Regions from separate parts of the Mus musculus genome. Here region 1 is linked to region 2. A link is a contact called in public HiChIP or PLAC-seq data. All regions are on one chromosome and are shown on one strand. Each heading gives the region's core, a stretch centred on a gene start, on an enhancer-like site or on the middle of the called end of the contact. The rest is flanking DNA. Distances are from core to core; before and after follow the strand shown. Region 1 has its middle 53 kb from the start of Armc3. Region 2 has its middle 6.1 kb from the start of Gm3363.

Region 1 (4,413 bases), core at 1,327-3,826, 380 kb after region 2:
AGAGAACTTGAATGGACATGCTGTGAATCTATATTGTGAAATACTGTAATATCATATGTGAGCTTTAGAAACACTGGCGTGACCTTTGAGGTCTAGGATTTATCATGGTAGTACAGTGATGGCCTTCAATATTCGGCAAATGTCAGGTTAGGTTAGCACCAGGGTTTTTCTGAATCCTAGCCTATGAAGATTGAAATTGCTTGGACTTCTGGTTTTTGTCGTTTAATGTTTGGTCTCTAATTAGACAGAAGTGATTAACATATCTCTGTAAACCTTTCTTTCCTTAATCTGATCCTTTTACATGAAGAATCCTTGTATGGAAAAGATCTTCACATTAGGGCTTTTTTTTTTTTTCTTTTTTTTTTTTTTTTGGTCTGTCCTTAGAATGTCCTCTTCTATCTCCATGTGAATCTCATCATATAAGGATTAAAGCAATTAATTAGCCAATTCGTGAGTGATTCCTTCTGACAAGCTAGCCACCTTCCTTTAGCAAAAGTACAAGAAGAGCAATTTAGAGGACAAGCATTAAATTCACTAATTAAATTAAATACAAAACCAAAGCCTTCTGGGGATCATATTTCTTTGGCAAAGCAAATAGGCATTGCATAATTAATACTTAGATTGCACTCATTTATTTAATTATAGAGCCTGACTTTAAGGGTACATTCATAAAACAACATTAAATACCAAATGGATTTGTATATTAGAACCTGAACATTTCTATTAGATTTTCAGGTAGCGATTTCCTTGTGGAAATCTATGAAGATTTTTTTCTCCAAAGTCATAAGATTTTGCCTCTATCTTTCTAAATCTCAGAAGAGCAATGTACTGAATGTACCACACATACTAATATCCTGGCTGAGCTGCTGGTGTGACAGGAATGTCATTTGCCACTTCTGATAGATGTCATCACACAGAAGGATGGTGATGGCAGTCTTCCCTTGGCAGTGAAAGCATCCTTGGGTCTGGTACTCCATCAAACTGATCGGGGTTAGTAGGGCTTGAACCCACGGCAGGATTCTGCCTCAGAAGCAGTTTCCTGCCAAATTCCTATGAAATCAGAAACCCATTCTGCTTGGTCCACCTTCATGCGCAACAAAAGCAGTGAATGGTTAACTCTGCAAGTGGGTGTTGATTAAAGATAGCCTGAACTTTTGTTCTAACAAATCCATCATAAGTACAAAAAAGTACCTTATGATGAAAATTTCTGTAATTCCAAATCTTAGCCTGGCTCAGATCGAATGTGCTCAGAGAACTTACAACAGTCAGCCACACTTGGAAAACATCATCTACTACAAAGGCTACTTCATGATAAAGTGTTGACAACCTTCTGTAAACCCTTGATGGATGGCCTCAATAAGAGCAAGAACAGAGTGGCAGCTGGGGTACATTTTATCACCATCCTCAAGTTGAAAACTCACCAGAGGGCCCATCCTCTGCTAGGGATCAGGTGTACGTGGTCTGAAAGTCAGGATGGGGACCTGAACTGGGGCTAAGAATTTCAGAGTAAAGATTTCCCAAAATGGGGAAGTGAAGGGCTATGACAGTATGTTAGGTGCTGGCTGGGGACTGGTGGAGTGGGAGAAGGAAGAGGATGTGACAGATTCAGTTATGACTTTGCAGAGAAGGAGATCTTAGAGGGGCTCCCCACAGAAACCACTGGAAGGGAGCTGCTGCTGCCACTGCCGCCACTACTGTTGTCTGCAGGGTTAAAGTTCAGGGAGGCTGGGGCTACAAGGAAGAAGAAAAGGAAGTTAGTGTGAGCACAATATGAGAAAGAAGAGTAAGGCCAAGCTAGCCTGCAAGCTTGCTTAGGTGTGCATCGGAGTACCCCCAAAGAGCATCTCTTTCTGTCTTGGAGAACAGAAACAGGAGGGTGTGGCCCCCCCCCCCCCCCATGCAGGGAGCAAAGCATAGGTCAGCTTGCACAGTAGTGACAAACCTTCTTAGTCAGTTTGGACAGGTGTGAGCTTAAACTGGGATAGAACTTAGATTGTAAAGCCAAATTTAGAATCAGAGAAACAATGGCTCAGACAAACAGCAACAGGGACACTCTGTACTGGAGCTGGGACAGGGGACTGTAGGGCTCTGACAGCAGCAAGAGCTGCCCTAGACAATGCAGCCACTGTAATGGTATGACAGCGACCTGGCTAAGCTCCAGCCACCAGTGGCCTTTGCATCAAAGTCTGGAAATTAGGGAGAAAAAAAATTTAAATGTAAATCAACAAGAGTGGACAGAAAAACAAGAGAAACTGAAACCAAACTGAAAACCCGAATATCCTTTTAATTTGAATTGCACAGTGGTGGAATAAAATGTAATGTTGGAGAATCCAGAAACAAAATTGCTACACATCTCTCAGTGATGGGGATGTATCTGAGAAGCCACCTCGAGGCAGTTTCATCACTGTGTAAGTCACTGTTCTGTTACAATAACAAACATCTGAGCTGGCCAACAGATAAGAATAGACTAGCTTCCTCAGTTTTGTAGGTTCCAGCCAGTCCATAACTCACGGACCTAATTGTTTCAGGGGCTGTGGTGAGCCAGCACGTTGATGCAGGAGAGCATGGTGAAGCAAAACCATTTGCTTCCTGGCTAGGGAGGGGGGAAGATGGAAGTGGCTGCGGCTACACAATGCCCGTCTGGAGCACTGCTCTGTGGACAGAAATTCTATCCCGTCTCTTGAAGCCTCCACCTCCACTGCCACCTCCTAGCAGTGCCTTCTGGAGGCCAGGATTTCACGCACACGTTCAGGGGACACTTAAGGTTTATATGATAGCAAGCATATCACAGACTATATATAATTCCTTGAGCTAAGAGAACCGTTACATTAGCGGATATGTGATATGAACACATATGCTAGGATTTATACTCCCATGGTGAGACAAGTCTGCATTGCTGTGTGCCTTTCTTTGGGGACTATAGACTGTTAGGAGGCATACAGTTGACTCCATCACGGGTGAGGTTTTTTTTTTTCCAGAAAAGAGAAACCAAAAGGCATGCAGAGCAAGGGGACCTTAAGTGTTATCAAGGGTCTCTAGGTAATGTTGCTAAGCTCTGAGTTCTGCTGAGAGACAGGGAAAGAGGAGGCAAGATAAGGCTAACACTATGATCCTGAGGATGGACTGATGGGCCTGATTTTTTTCTATTAATTATTTTATTTATTTAGATCCAAAATGTTGCCCCCTCCTAGTTCCCCCTCACAGAGTTCTTTCCCCTATCCCTGACTGAGGCCAGACAAGGCAATCTGTTACATATGTGCCTGGGGCCTCAGACCTGTCCCTCTATGCTTTTTGGTTGGTGGCTCAGTCTCTGGGAGCTCCTAGGAGTCCAGGTTAGTTGACACTGTTGGTCTTTCTGTAGGATTGCTATTCCTTCAGTTCCTTTAGTCCTTCCCTTAACTCTTCCATAGGGGTCAAAGACCTCAGTCCAATGCTTGACTGTGAGTATCTGCATCTGTCTAAGTCAGCTGCTGGTAGAGCCCCTCAGAGGACAGCAGTGCTAGGCTCCTGTCTGTAAGTACAACATAGCATCAGTAGTAGTGTTAGGATTTTGTGCCACCCATGGAACAGATCCCTGCAAACCCTAAAAGATCATATGACTATTTATTCACTTAATTCGTTAATTTTTAAATTTTTAATTGTTTTATTATTTACATCCCAAATGTTGTCCCCTTTCCTGGTCCCCCTTCCCAGAGTTCTTCACAGAATCCCTTTTTCCCTTCTCCTCCACCCACCCCACCCCTATATCCCTCTTCCCTGGGGCATCAAATCTCTACAGGATTAGGTGAATTCTTTCCCACTGAGGCCAGACATATTAGCCAAAAGTACCTATGATACAACCCACAGACCATAAGAAGTTTAACAAGAAGGAAGGCTCAAGTGAGGATACTTTAATCCCACTTAGAAGATGGAACAAAATAATCACAGGAGACAGAGGAAGGGAGGGACCCAGGTGTGTAATTCTAATTTTTTCAAATCCTATTTTCAATGATGGTCCTTAAACACTTTAACCTCCCTTATGGCCCACTACTCACCAAAGGTAGTGGGAAAGAAAGGATATGGAGAAAGTGGATCTGTTTAGAAGGATTCTTTGGAGCAACTCCCATCTAAGTTGTCTGGAAATCAGCAGTTCAGTTCACAGGTTAACAGTGGCAGCTTGGTCTACTTGCAAACACCTCATGGATACAGCAGCAGTCCAGTTCAGTAGAGTTGGGTTAACAACAGCGATGACATGACCTAGCAGAGACAGCCAGGCTTCAGCTTTAGTTAGCAGGAGGGACCAGGAGGAACACCAGGAGAAGTTTTTGGCTGTGTCTCTCTCAGGGAAGTGAAGATCACTGAAGACTTGAGACCCTCAAGCGTTGCACATCTAGCTCTATAAGCAAGCCTAGCTCAGCCTCCTGCATTGTCCAT
Region 2 (3,895 bases), core at 896-3,395:
TAACATCTGACCCTACTGAGTCCCATCTCGAATTACTGTTGATCAAATTACAGATGATTGGCAAGCCAGGTGGGAGGCAGAATGTGTCTGATGAATCTTCAATAAACATGTTGCCACAAACCTGTGCAATTATTATTAAAATCATGAACCTAATGCTCTTATATTTAAAATAGTGTCAAGAAAAATTGTTTTGCAAAGCACTGTGAGCTAGAGGTTGCGGTAAAAGGCTCATAATTTATCTTCTCCTAGTGATTTTAGAACAAGCAAAACAGCTTTGTGAAGATGCACTAAAACATATAATTAGAGATCCAGATTAACAGTTTTATAAGCATAATTGAAAGTATTTTTGTTTTACACAAACATGCATCTCAACTTTTCATACTTCCAAATGTTGAAAGCATGTAAGAGCCTATGATCTAGGAATTAGCTTGTATGAGGAAACACCAATTGAAACCAAATAAATAGAAGCCCAAACTTTTATCTCTCTCCCAAGCCCAAATATTTGGCAATGATTCTCAACCGATTGCCTTCTAAACTAGCACTTTAATGAGACAGTAATCCAGAGCCAAAACAGAGAGAGAAAAAAAAAAGTTTGTCATGGTTGTGAAATCTTTAGGAAAGTATACGTAACACCCAAACACTGCCAAAGAAAAGCTAACCTTGAGGGCAATTTTAAGTGTTAAGATTTGATGAGAAGATGGAATCCCAGGGCATCAAGAGCAAGGAGAAACAGAAAGGAAAACAGATACAAAGTAGCACGTTAGTGAACACTTGTGAGAAAGTACTGCTGACTGTTCCTAAACAGAAAGGAAAACAAATACAAAGTAGCACGTTAGTGAACACTTATGAGAAAGTACAGCTGACTGTTCCTAAACAGAAAGGAAAACAGATACAAAGTAGCACGTTAGTGAACACGTATGAGAAAGTGTAGCTGACTGTTCGTTCTGCAGCTTTCAGGCAAAGCTCAAGCCTTGGGAGTGTCCGTGGTAGAGACTGATATGCCGGGTAGTGTTTGTTTTCTGCCTCTGTGAAGGTTTGTCTCATACTGTTCTAACTCACCTTGCGCTGGGACCTTGGGCAGATAGAGGCAGAACATTCCACCATCAGGGCCCCTATAAGGAAGCAGGGTTGAATCTTTACCCTCATTTGTTGGGGGTTATCTGTCAGGGAGGGAACAGGAGTGGAACCCTCCGCAGAAAGGCCAGCCCTGGACACCACGAAGCAGAGGTGGTGGTGAGGTTGGTGGGGCTAAGTAAATCTGGAGAAGTACATCAATTGCTCTGGGTGTTCTTTAGGCAACAACATTGCCATATTGTTCTTTAGGATATTTTCTTTCTATTGTTGGAGTGAATCTACTCTTAGAGGACTTAGTTCTGAGAAGGATGCTTTTAAGGCTCATGTAAATTTCCTAAGCAGTAAATATTTTTTTCCTATCAGCTTGTCTCTCAGTCACCTACCCCCTAGCAGCAGCTTCTCCCCCAAAACAGACACCCTACTTCGGCCAACTTTTGAGGACATTATTTTACTTACAGTTTGAGCAGAATAAACTTTATATACCTTTAGATTACACTTCTGTGAATTGTGGCAACTGTGATGTAATCACCACTGCTTTTGAGCTATAAAGTTATTGTCCAGCCTGCAGTGTACTACTTTCGTTTTCTGGCCAGGCAAAGGCTTTGTTTACAGCTTTTAAACATGGACTCTAGTTGGTCGTGATCTTTTCTGCGATTTTCCTCATGTTATGTTTTCAGATCCTTGTGAGTTGTTACCTGTATTAACACTGAGTTAATGCTAGGTTCCTTCTTGAGGGTGTGATGTGCTTTTAGACAGTGTTACCTGCATTATCCTCATTACTCCTCACCATCCTGACCAGAACAGCACTCCACTGACCAGAACAGACACTGGTAAAACCTGCTCCCTGGAAGTGGGCGCAATCACCCTCGGATGCAATCCAGGCCCAGAACGTCCCCGAAGCTGGAGCTGGGCGGCCGCTGGGCCACTGGAGTGCGCAGATGACGGATCCTCAGGCTCACAGAAGGTAGAATCCTGGCCAGAAAATAACCCGAACTCGGTCTAAGGCAGCGGTTCCGGGAGCAGCATGCTTATAAGAGCAAGGACAAACCGCACTACACCCGGCGTTTCCCTCCGCGCGCGGACGGCTCTACTTCCCGGCTGGGCGCTTGGCTCGGGGATCGTGGGGCTCGTAAGCTCTCCGTGGGCGCCTTTCCCGATGTCGTCGCTGGGCTTCCCGGGAGCAGGGGTGGCCGCGCTGCCGCCGCGCGCTGCACAGAGCTGACCTTGTTCTGCGCGGTGTCTGCTTGAATGGCGTCGGGAGTTGGGGTCGGGACGCGTGGGCCCAAGGCGCCCCGGCCTGCCATCCCCTCGGGCCCCGCAGCGGACTTTCGTTTTGTGCTGAGCGCCAGGGCATTGTTCCCCTACTCATGGACTCACCGGGTGGCTTTGTCTGTCGGCCTTCCTGGGGCGGAAGGAGGGCAAAGGCTGGGGCGTGGATTTGGATTGTGCACCACCTTCTCCTTTAGCTTTGAGCCACTGGCCGTTGTCCCCTTTAGGGTTTTGATCTTTGGGTTTTATTGTTTTCTTGTGCTCAAAATTGCGTACAGAAGCTAGTTTTCTGGCTCTTTGCACCATCATCTTGTGTTAGGAGAAAGGAAAGAAAGGAAGGAAGGAGGGAAGGAAGGAAGGGAAGGAAAGGAGGGAGGGAGGGAAGGAAGAAAGAAAGAAAAGAAAAGAAAAGAAAAGAAAAGAAAAGAAAAGGAGGAAAAGAAAGGAAAGGAAAGGAAAGGAAAAAGAAGAGAGGAGAGGAGGGGAGAGGAGGAGAGGGGAGGGGAGGGGAGAGGAGGGGAGGGGAGGGGAGGGGAGGGGAGAGGAGGAGAGGGGATGGGGAGAAGGAGAGGAGAGGAGGAGAGGGGAGGGGGAGAGGAGAGGAGAGGAGGAGAAGAGGAGAGGAGAGGAGAGGAGAGGAGAGGAGAGGAGAGGAGAGGAGAGGAGAGGAGAGGAGAGGAGAGGAGAGGAGAGGAGAAGAGAAGAGAAGAGAAGAGAAGAGAAGAGAAGAGAAGAGAAGAGAAGAGAAGAGAAGAGAAGAGAAGAGAAGAGAAGAGAAGAGAAGAGAAAAAAGAATATGAGGCCTCCTCGGGATGGTGTGCAACCCTTGGCAGAAGCAATGTGACCTCGGGGCCTAGGGGAGGGAATTGACCTGTGTTAGAATTAGGGTTAGGGGTCCTATGATTTAAGACTATCCAAAGCAAACGTGGGAAGAAACTGAAGTCTAAGAAGTCATCATCTATTTGTTCATACAACCTGTCAGGAATGAGAAAACAAATAAGTAATAGCAAATAAATAATACCAGCAAGGCGGAATGTGAGCTCAAGGCTGGCTTTAGAACTACTTTTCGCCAATTACCTCCCACAGTCATGACATTTTAAACCTTTTGCATACAGTTTATGTATTTGCTTATTGGTTTCTCTCCTTCCTGTAAACCTACTAAAAAAAAAAAAAACAAAACAACAACAACAACAACAAAAAAACACAGGAGTTCACTTTTTTTCCCTGGAGCCTAGTATGTTATTTGGCAATATATACAGCATTGCAGATATTTACTGAATCAGCAAGTTAAAAAAAAAAAAGCATTACTTAAAGGTCCTGTGAGTTGAGGATAAACATACCACAGGACACAAGGAAAATGGTTCTTAACTCGCTTTTACTTTTTGACTCAAGAACTCATAAGGAAGAAAAAGATCTCTTTCCTCTCTTCTTCTTCTCAGTCTAGGGACTCTGATGTGAACTCACCTAACGTGCACAAGGAAAATGGAAGCCCACACTGTTCTTCACTGATGTGCAGTTACAGAGTTCCCTCCAGTCTGTGGCACTGCCAGGA

Evidence for each region. HiChIP or PLAC-seq counts read pairs in DNA pulled down with a chosen protein or histone mark.
Region 1: an H3K4me3 HiChIP or PLAC-seq map of bone marrow-derived macrophages shows a contact between it and region 2, with 5 times the contacts expected there. The contact joins two enhancer-like sites. A contact is called at or near these places in 2 of 484 Hi-C or Micro-C datasets (Sertoli cells and uterus) and 4 of 115 datasets of contacts at active chromatin or transcription factors (bone marrow-derived macrophages, large pre-B cells and stem cell-derived neural progenitor cells).

The regions. Positions count from the first base shown.
Region 1 is chr2:19,143,980-19,148,392 of GRCm38.p6, forward strand. No RefSeq gene overlaps it. Among named protein-coding and RNA genes, the nearest start is that of Armc3, 53 kb to the right of the region's middle. Within about 2 kb of position 2,577, at least 100 of the 459 cell types and tissues checked have an H3K27ac peak or open chromatin away from gene starts, as enhancers often do. A contact at or near this core is called in Sertoli cells, bone marrow-derived macrophages and stem cell-derived neural progenitor cells, where this site is marked.
Region 2 is chr2:18,764,981-18,768,875 of GRCm38.p6, forward strand. No RefSeq gene overlaps it. Among named protein-coding and RNA genes, the nearest start is that of Gm3363, 6.1 kb to the left of the region's middle. Within about 2 kb of position 2,146, at least 399 of the 459 cell types and tissues checked have an H3K27ac peak or open chromatin away from gene starts, as enhancers often do. A contact at or near this core is called in Sertoli cells, bone marrow-derived macrophages and stem cell-derived neural progenitor cells, where this site is marked.